Regions from separate parts of the Sus scrofa genome. Here region 1 is linked to region 2. A link is a contact called in public Hi-C data. All regions are on one chromosome and are shown on one strand. The core of a region is the stretch at or near the end of the contact, and the rest is flanking DNA. Distances in the headings are between cores, read along the strand shown.

Region 1 (4,004 bases), core at 1,224-3,723, 60 kb before region 2:
TAAGCAGCACCCCGAGAGTCCATCTCACTGGGAAAGAAGCTGGGAGCCACTTCACAACAGGTTGAAGATGATTTGAACGGATCCAAACCCATGATGCAGGGCCTCTAGAGGCTGTTACTAGGGCAACAACAACAAAACCCTCTAAACTATCCAAAAGACATTTTTACCATAAAATTAAATATGCTATAAATGTTACACATAATGTAACAAAAATAATAAAACCATTATAACATTTTTATAATGATCACATCTTACAGTGAGAACATGAAATGTTAATTTATGGGAGTTCTTGTCGTGGCTCAGAGGAAACGAATCTGACTAGCATCCATGAGGATGCAGGTTTGATCCCTGGCCTCGCTCAGTGGGTTAAAGATGCAGCATTGCTGTGACATATGGTGTAGGTTGCAGATGCGGCTCAGATCTAGTGTTGCTGTGGCTGTGGTGTAGGCCGGCGGCTGCAGCTCCGATTAGACCCCTAGTCTGGGAACCTCCATATGCCATGGGCATGGCCCTAAAAAGACAACAAACAAACAAACACCCCATGAATTTATTTATACCTTTCAAGAAATAGCACGTTTTGAAACTTTGAGATACTTAGCACATTTTAACCACTCCAAAGTACAATGGTAACATGCATCAAAATGGAGAGCACTTTAAAACAAGTTCCTTTTACCTGCCAGCTTACACTTGGTAGCCTGGAATGAGAGTGAACAGAACTTCGGGTTTAATTTGTATGCTTTGCTCTTTTCCACAGTCTCACTAAAACCATAGTCAACATAGCATACCTAAAGACAACAGAAACAACATTTAGGTTCAAATAAAATTTTTTATCCTCACTTAAAAAAAAAATCACTTGATGCATTTAACTGGCTTCATTTTATTCTGTAGTCAACATGTGAAGTTGCACCACTGCCTGGAAAAAGCCAGGGGAGGTGCCCCTGACTTAGCCTAGAAGAGGAAGGCTGGGCTGGGGCCTGGGAAGCCCGGGTGCCTGACTCCCAGGCCCTGCTCCTCTGCTGCACCTCTGCCAGCCGGAAGAGGAAGGAAGCCTGCTGATCCCGATGCCCTGCGCTGCCAGCTTCTCTGCAGCACCTGTGTGGGCTACCAGCCCTGACTGCCCCGCCCAGTCCTTAATATCACAATGCCTGCATCGCCTTATTCTTTCTTGATTTATACACTTCCACTAAGGCTCTGCTTCCTTAGGCAGCAATGTCTGCTTCTAGAGGAAGCATTGCACTGGTGGTATTCATCAGAGTCCAAATTCCTAATTGTGACAGTCTGCTCTCAGCCATTAGGCTTCCCAAGACGCTTTCTGTCAATGACAACAATGATGTTGTGGCTGGACACACAGTGACGTTGTGGCTGGAATTCTACACTGTAAAAGTAGATACTTCTGGGTTTTTCCAGGGCTAGGAAGCTGGCTTCGGCTTTCATCAAGGGCAGCAAAAGGTTCCAAGTCTCCTGGACAGAGTTTTGTGTTTGCAGAAAACCTGCCTGGCACTTCCTCACCACCAGCAGAGATTGCTGAGAGCCAGGATATTACATTCAGTGTATTAATAAAAATTTCAGTTGAAAAGGACGATATAACCAAAGCTTTTTTCTTTTTGGAGAAAAAGAAAATCTAGAAACAGTAAGCTGTGGTTTAGAATGACAACTAGGAACCTGAGGCAAAGTGATGAAAACTTAGTACGCTTCTCTAACACAAACCAGAGATGATTATTACAGAAAACAGGTCAACAAAAAGGCAGGGCAAAGAAATACCAAGTAACACAGAATTTTATTTCTGCAGTAAAATAAAGTCTACAGCTTCTGAGTACCCAGATTATGGTACTATGTATACAGAACAAAAATTCTCCCCATCAGAGAATCTAAGGAAGGAAAGAGAGAGAGACTAAGGCCCTTCCCTGACCACCTGATAACTGGGTCTGTGGGGCAAAGGATTCCCTCTTAGAGCCTGTACCTTGACACAGTGCTCCCTGGGGCCTCAACCCCCTGCAGGGACCCCTTGCTGCAGCCAGCTGCTTCTCCAGTCCTAAATTAGCACCTGCTCTTCCTTCCCAAAGGCCCTGGGATTCACGCAGCTTTTGTTTCCTTTAATAGCTATCACCACCTACAACTTGGATCCTGCTCTTCCTAGGCCTAAAATGGAGACATCGTGGTCTGAGAATAGGACAGAACATATGAAAGCATGATTCCTGGGCAAATCAGAAGGTATTCCGAGCACCAGGAGTCTAAAGAATGACGGCTCTCCGTTCTTCAAAGGGTTTCCGTAATGTCTGGAGCTTGTTTTCGTTCCTTTCTTTCTTCTTTTGAATCATGAGGCCATGTATTGGTATGGCAGCTGCAGTTCATAAAACATTTGGCCATGGGTTATCCAGCTGGACTCTCGCCACCCTCTGCCCTGGCTCAGGACCCTGGCACTGGGCCCCAGTCCATTCCTGGCTCTCTGGCCCCCTCAAGTGGCCAAAGGTCTCAAAGTGCTGCCTGAGTAATGACCAGGAATAAGCCCTGTATGTAATAACCCCTGGTATGTGGGCCTGGGCCAGGCCAAACTGGCACAACCTGAGGGGGTGACCTCATGTTCCCGTTTCTCGTAGTCACCAAGATCTGCGGAAAGCAAGGAGGGCATTAGAACTTGCTGTCAGGCGTAGTAAAATTCAAGAGAAACAAGACTTACAAAGCAGCTGGGTGGTCTCCAGATAAAGGAAGGGTAAAATTCCCCTGTCTGGTCCATGGGAATATGGGGAACGAGATCAGGCCTGGGTTGCTACAATGCCTGCTGTCGTAAGAACTAACCACCACACTGCCCCTTTCATTCCTAACAGCAGCCCACAGCTCTCGGCAGCAATGACACAGCCATCACTTCCTTTACGAGGCACTTTCCTGTTCTGGCTTTGTGACACTGTGCTCTTGCTTTTCCTCTTTTTTTTTTTTTTTTTTTTTGGCCTTTCTTAAAGCCCTCTTTGCTCCTCTCATGGCCACCATCTAAATGCTAAAGTGTTTCAGAGCCTGGTTCTGGGTCCCCTTCTCTGCTCTATGGGTGAGTCTTCCTCCAGGTGGTCTGACCTAGTCCCATGGCTGCAAGCAGCACCTACATGCGGATGCTCTCCTAACCCCATCTCTCTCCCATCCTGACCTCTCCCTGAGCCTCCCTTGAGGCTCGTCCATGTGAAATCTGATAGCCATTCTCAAATCTACCAAGTCCTACAAAATTTTTTTTTACTTTTTTAATGATTTTTACTTTTTTTCCAGTATAGCTGGTTTCCAGTGTTCTGTCAGTTTTCTACTGTTAGAGCAAGGTGACCCAGTCACACATACATATGTACATTCTTTTTTCTCACATTATCATGCTCCATCATAAGTGACCAGATATAGTTCCCGGTGCTACACAGCAAAAAAATTTTTTGAATTAAAGTATAGTTGATTTACAATGTTGTTACCAATTCTGCTGTACAGCAAAGTGACTCAATCATTCTTTTTTTTAACATTATTTTCTATCAGGGTCTATCCCAGGAGATTGGATATAGTTCCCTGTGCTACTCCGTAAGATCCTACAAAATTCTTTCTTTTTTTTTTTTTTTTTTTGTCTTTTGTCCTTTTAGGGCCGCCCTAGTGGCATATGGAGTTTCCCAGGCTAGGGGTCTAATCAGAGCTGTAGTTGCTGGCCTACACCACAGCCACAGCAATGCCGGATCCTTAAACCACTGAGCAAGGCCAGGGATCAAACCCACAACCTCATGGTTCCTAGTTGGATTCATTTCCACTGCACCACAGTGGGAACTCCAGATCTTACAGAATTCTTGATTCTCCTATATGTTGGTTCTTCTCCCTGACTTCAAGATTTCAATAGATGGCACTACTATCTACCCAGTTGCTCAAGTTCCAAATACAGTAGCTATCCTGACTCTTCTCTTTCCTTTCCTTCCACATTCAATGATTGGTGTCTTGTCAGTTCTACCTCCAAATATATCCTGAATCTGACCTAGTACTTCTGTCTTCACTAC
Region 2 (3,757 bases), core at 1,249-3,748:
GACTCTGAGCAAGTCTCTAAGTCACTTTTTTCATATGGAAGAAAAAGAGGATGGACAAGATCCACAGTTTCCAACTTTCCCTGGTTTTCCTTCAAGGGCAAAATAGGGTCCAAAGATCTGATGGAAATCATGGGTGTGCTTCCTGTTGACAAAGCAGCAGAGCTAAAATACTGAGTTTACTCTGGGGTCACGTTGAGTGTCTTGTGCCGATCAGAAGCATTAACTGCCATACATCCTCACACATATTTTCAGTTAAAAATGACAAACTGCCTTTAAATTGTTTGTATAAAAGGCAATATTTTGTAAAAAACTGGCCCAATAGGGGAAATAATGAAAAGAATGAAGCTTCTAAAAACACAAAGGCAGGAGCAGGGAGGAGAAAGGTAGTTTTCCATCAAGAAAGAAAAAAACCAATTCACATAGATATGAAATGAGATTTCACTCCAAGCACCAAGGAACCTCTGTCCGTTTTGTATGTATCTGCTGACCCTGAAGCTTTGCCCAGAAGCAAAGCATTCATTCTATGTCAAATCTCGGTTCTCAGAAATAGCACTTGCTCACAGAGTCAGCACTTAAGAGTTGGATTCTATTTTTCCTTTACATTCATATGAAGTCTCTAACTAGACTGTACTGCACTGAGAACTTAAAGAGACATCCTTCAAAGAGTTAAATCTCTAGGTACAAAATACAATAGTTCATTCAGCCATGTTCAACTAGGACACTTAAAAGGGCATTAGCAGGGATTACATTTCATTTCCAATCTACAGGGGCTGTAATCTGAAGGCACCACCAAGTGCTACTTCACAGTCTCACTATGTTTCTCTAGCACACAGGGAGGCTGTGGGCTGGCAAAGGGCCCTGGACGGGAGGCACAGGGGATGTAGGTTCTACCCCGGTTGGCTCCACAGCCATTTCCCGCACCAGCACAGTTCATGATGCTCCCTGAATGGCAGTTGAGTGAACGTGCAGAAACCTCCACCATGGTCCAATTTATATGATAGACAGAACTTAAAGTTATGTCCCTGCCTCCAAGAGAGTGAAACACAATTATGTAAAATATGGGAAGTCTGGTGGAAGGAAAAGAGTTAACACTTCTTTATTACTATGAGTCAAAGGGACTACAGTAGTTATTTCACAAAAGCCTTGCAAAGTTAAGTATTTCCAATTGATAAACAGAAAGCCAGGCTCAAAAACACTATGTAATTTGTTCAATTTACACAATTACGAAGTGGAGAAGCCCAGAAGCCAAGTCTGCAAAGCTCCCACTATGCACAGTATGCAACACCAGCACATCAAAGCAGATGGGGAATAGGGACTTGGGTCTAATTTTCACTTCGGTCATTAAATTGTCATCTATCACAAGGCAGGGCACTTTTCAGCAAATTTTCCACCTGCACGAAAGTGGGGAAGGAGGGATGACCCAGATCAGTGGTATTTTTGTTTTCGTTTTGTAGGGTGGCTTTCGGGAATCTTTGGGGCCAAGACGTTTTCTAACATCGCTGTTTCCCTTTCCAGTTCTTTGAAATTGTTTGGGAGTGAGTGGTGCCCTTGGTTATGTATGGAAATGTACTGCACCTACCCCCTCAAGGAGATCTGAGCAGAACAGTCATGCGGGCTCCGAGCCCTTAAACTGAGGCTGAGAACCTGACCCTGTTGGGGGTTCTGGCGAAAGTAAAGAGACAACTCACTCTTGGATTCATATTTCCCTCCTTACTTGGTGCTCTGTACCCACCAGGTGCTCGCGGTTTAAGAGAAGCGGATAGTTATTTGTGTCCTACATTACTTAAGCGGCTTGCAGGGCTGGTCTGTAAAGAGAGGTCCGTGCCTTTAAGGAACTTAAAGTTCACGGTGTAAAATACGGGAGTTCAATAGCCAGGGGGCCCGGCTATCCCTTGCTCCAAGCGGGCGGCTGGGGGCCCCTGCGCCGGTACCAGGAACCACTTCCTGGTCATCATCTCCCGCCCCCTGTCCACACCCCCCTGCTGCATTTCCCCACTGCACTGAGTTTCCCAGGCGTCAGGGGTCCGTCCGACTCCCCAGGGGTGAACGCCCAGACAGCCCCGAGCGGTCGGGGGAGGGGTCCCATCAAAGATTTACAACACAACGCTCTGGAACTCCAACTCCCTGGAGCCCAGCCCGCTTTCCTGGGTGGAGACCGGGGCATCCTCTGCGGCTGCAGGGAAGAGGCCCGGGGTCCATTCGAGTCCCGCTCGGGCCACTGTTCCGCTAGCGACCCAGGTGCGTTGTGCCAGCCTGAAACCTCGCCAAACCTCGCCCGGCACCTGTCGTTTCTGCAGCCGGCGGGACCTGCGCTCACCTCGTTCTGGGGGCCTGCGGCCCGTCCCCGCGCCTCTGGGCCCGGCTCTCGCCGCCGTCTCCGCCAGGGCCACAGCCGCAGCCACCGCCCACTTTCGGTTTCCCCAGCACGGCCGGAGCCGCCGCTGCCGCCGCCGCCGCCGCCGCGGCTCGGGAATCACCTCAAGCCCCCGCCCCGCCCTGCTCGGCCCCGCCCCGCTCCGCCCCTCCCCGAGGGCAGCCCGGCTTCGGCTCTGCGCACGCGCGGGCACCCCGGCCGCGTCCGCCCACGCCGGCGTCCGCGCGTGGGAAGGGAAACCGACGCCGCCTAGCGGTTTCTGCGCGTGCCCACGCACGGGCCGTCGGCGGAAGACGACGGCAGGGCGGGCGCAGGAGCGCCTCCACGTGGACGATGCAAGAACGGGCGGGCCGGGAAGACCCGGGACCCAGCCCACTTCACCAGCACATGTGTGCGCCTGCTATTGCATTCGCGTACCCGTCAGATGTCTCATTCAGCTCTCGCTCAGTCTTTTCTTCGTTTCTGGGGCAGTTACTTTTTATTCTCTCAGACACCCACCTGGTCCGCTCATTTCCTTTCGGTCTTTTCTCAAGGGTTACCCTTTCGAGGAGGAGCCACCTTCTCAAAAATGTCTTCTCCTTCGCTAACATTCCCTGTCCCAACGCCTTCTCACCTTTCTCTCTCCTTAGCACCCGGGTAGCACACTCTATGTGTTTTACTTACCTTTTCGTTGTCTACTGTCCTCCTCAGATTAAAACTCTATGAGCTCAGGGATCTTTGTTTTGTTCCGTAATCTATTCCCAGAACCAAGAATAGTCCCTGGCACAGGGTAGGCTGACATAAACATTTCTCAAATTCATTTATTCATTCATTTGTTATAAAATTACTGAACACCTAGTATTCACTTTTTTTTCTGCACATTAATTCTACCAACATTTATTGGGCATATTGGTTTGTATTCCTTAAACCAACTATAAACACTTTGCTGCATTCATTCTATATGCCTTTACTGAGGGCCTACTATTTATTCAAACAGTATTTTTTACAGCTTTATTAAAGTATAATTGACATGCTACCCATGTTTAAAATGTACACTATGATGTTTTGACATGTGTATACAGCTGTGAAACTAGCACTGCTGTAAAAATAATGAACATATCTGTCTCCCCAAAAGAGTTTTCTCATGCACGTTTATAATCCTCACCTCATGTGCCTCTGTCCCTTGCCTTATCAACTGCAGCTTTGTTTTCTGTAGCTATAGATTAGTTTGTTTTTTCTAGAATTTTATATAAACAGAATCATATATGTGCTGTCTTTTTTGGGGGGGGGGGAATCCAGCCTCTTTCACTCAGCAGAAGCATGTTGAGATTCATCCATATTGCTGTGTGCACCAAGAGTTCAAGTCTTTTCATTTCTGAGTAGTATTCCATTGTATGGGTGTAT

What was found. A called contact is a pair of places that touch in the nucleus more often than the background predicts.
Region 1: a Hi-C map of skeletal muscle shows a contact between it and region 2, with 2.5 times the contacts expected there. The contact joins the enhancer-like site here to the promoter of TDRD7 in region 2. A contact is called at or near these places in 1 of 5 promoter capture datasets (liver), 6 of 47 Hi-C or Micro-C datasets (liver, psoas muscle and skeletal muscle) and 2 of 2 datasets of contacts at active chromatin or transcription factors (alveolar macrophages and skeletal muscle).

What each region holds. Positions count from the first base shown.
Region 1 is chr1:239,343,765-239,347,768 of Sscrofa11.1, reverse strand. TDRD7 (tudor domain-containing protein 7) reads right to left here. Exons shown (of 17, transcript XM_001924680.5): 9 at 674-785. Among named protein-coding and RNA genes, the nearest start is that of TMOD1, 29 kb to the left of the region's middle. Within about 2 kb of position 2,473, at least 33 of the 83 cell types and tissues checked have an H3K27ac peak or open chromatin away from gene starts, as enhancers often do. A contact at or near this core is called in alveolar macrophages and skeletal muscle, where this site is marked.
Region 2 is chr1:239,284,369-239,288,125 of Sscrofa11.1, reverse strand. TDRD7 (tudor domain-containing protein 7) reads right to left here and starts at 2,498. Exons shown (of 17, transcript XM_001924680.5): 1 at 2,318-2,498.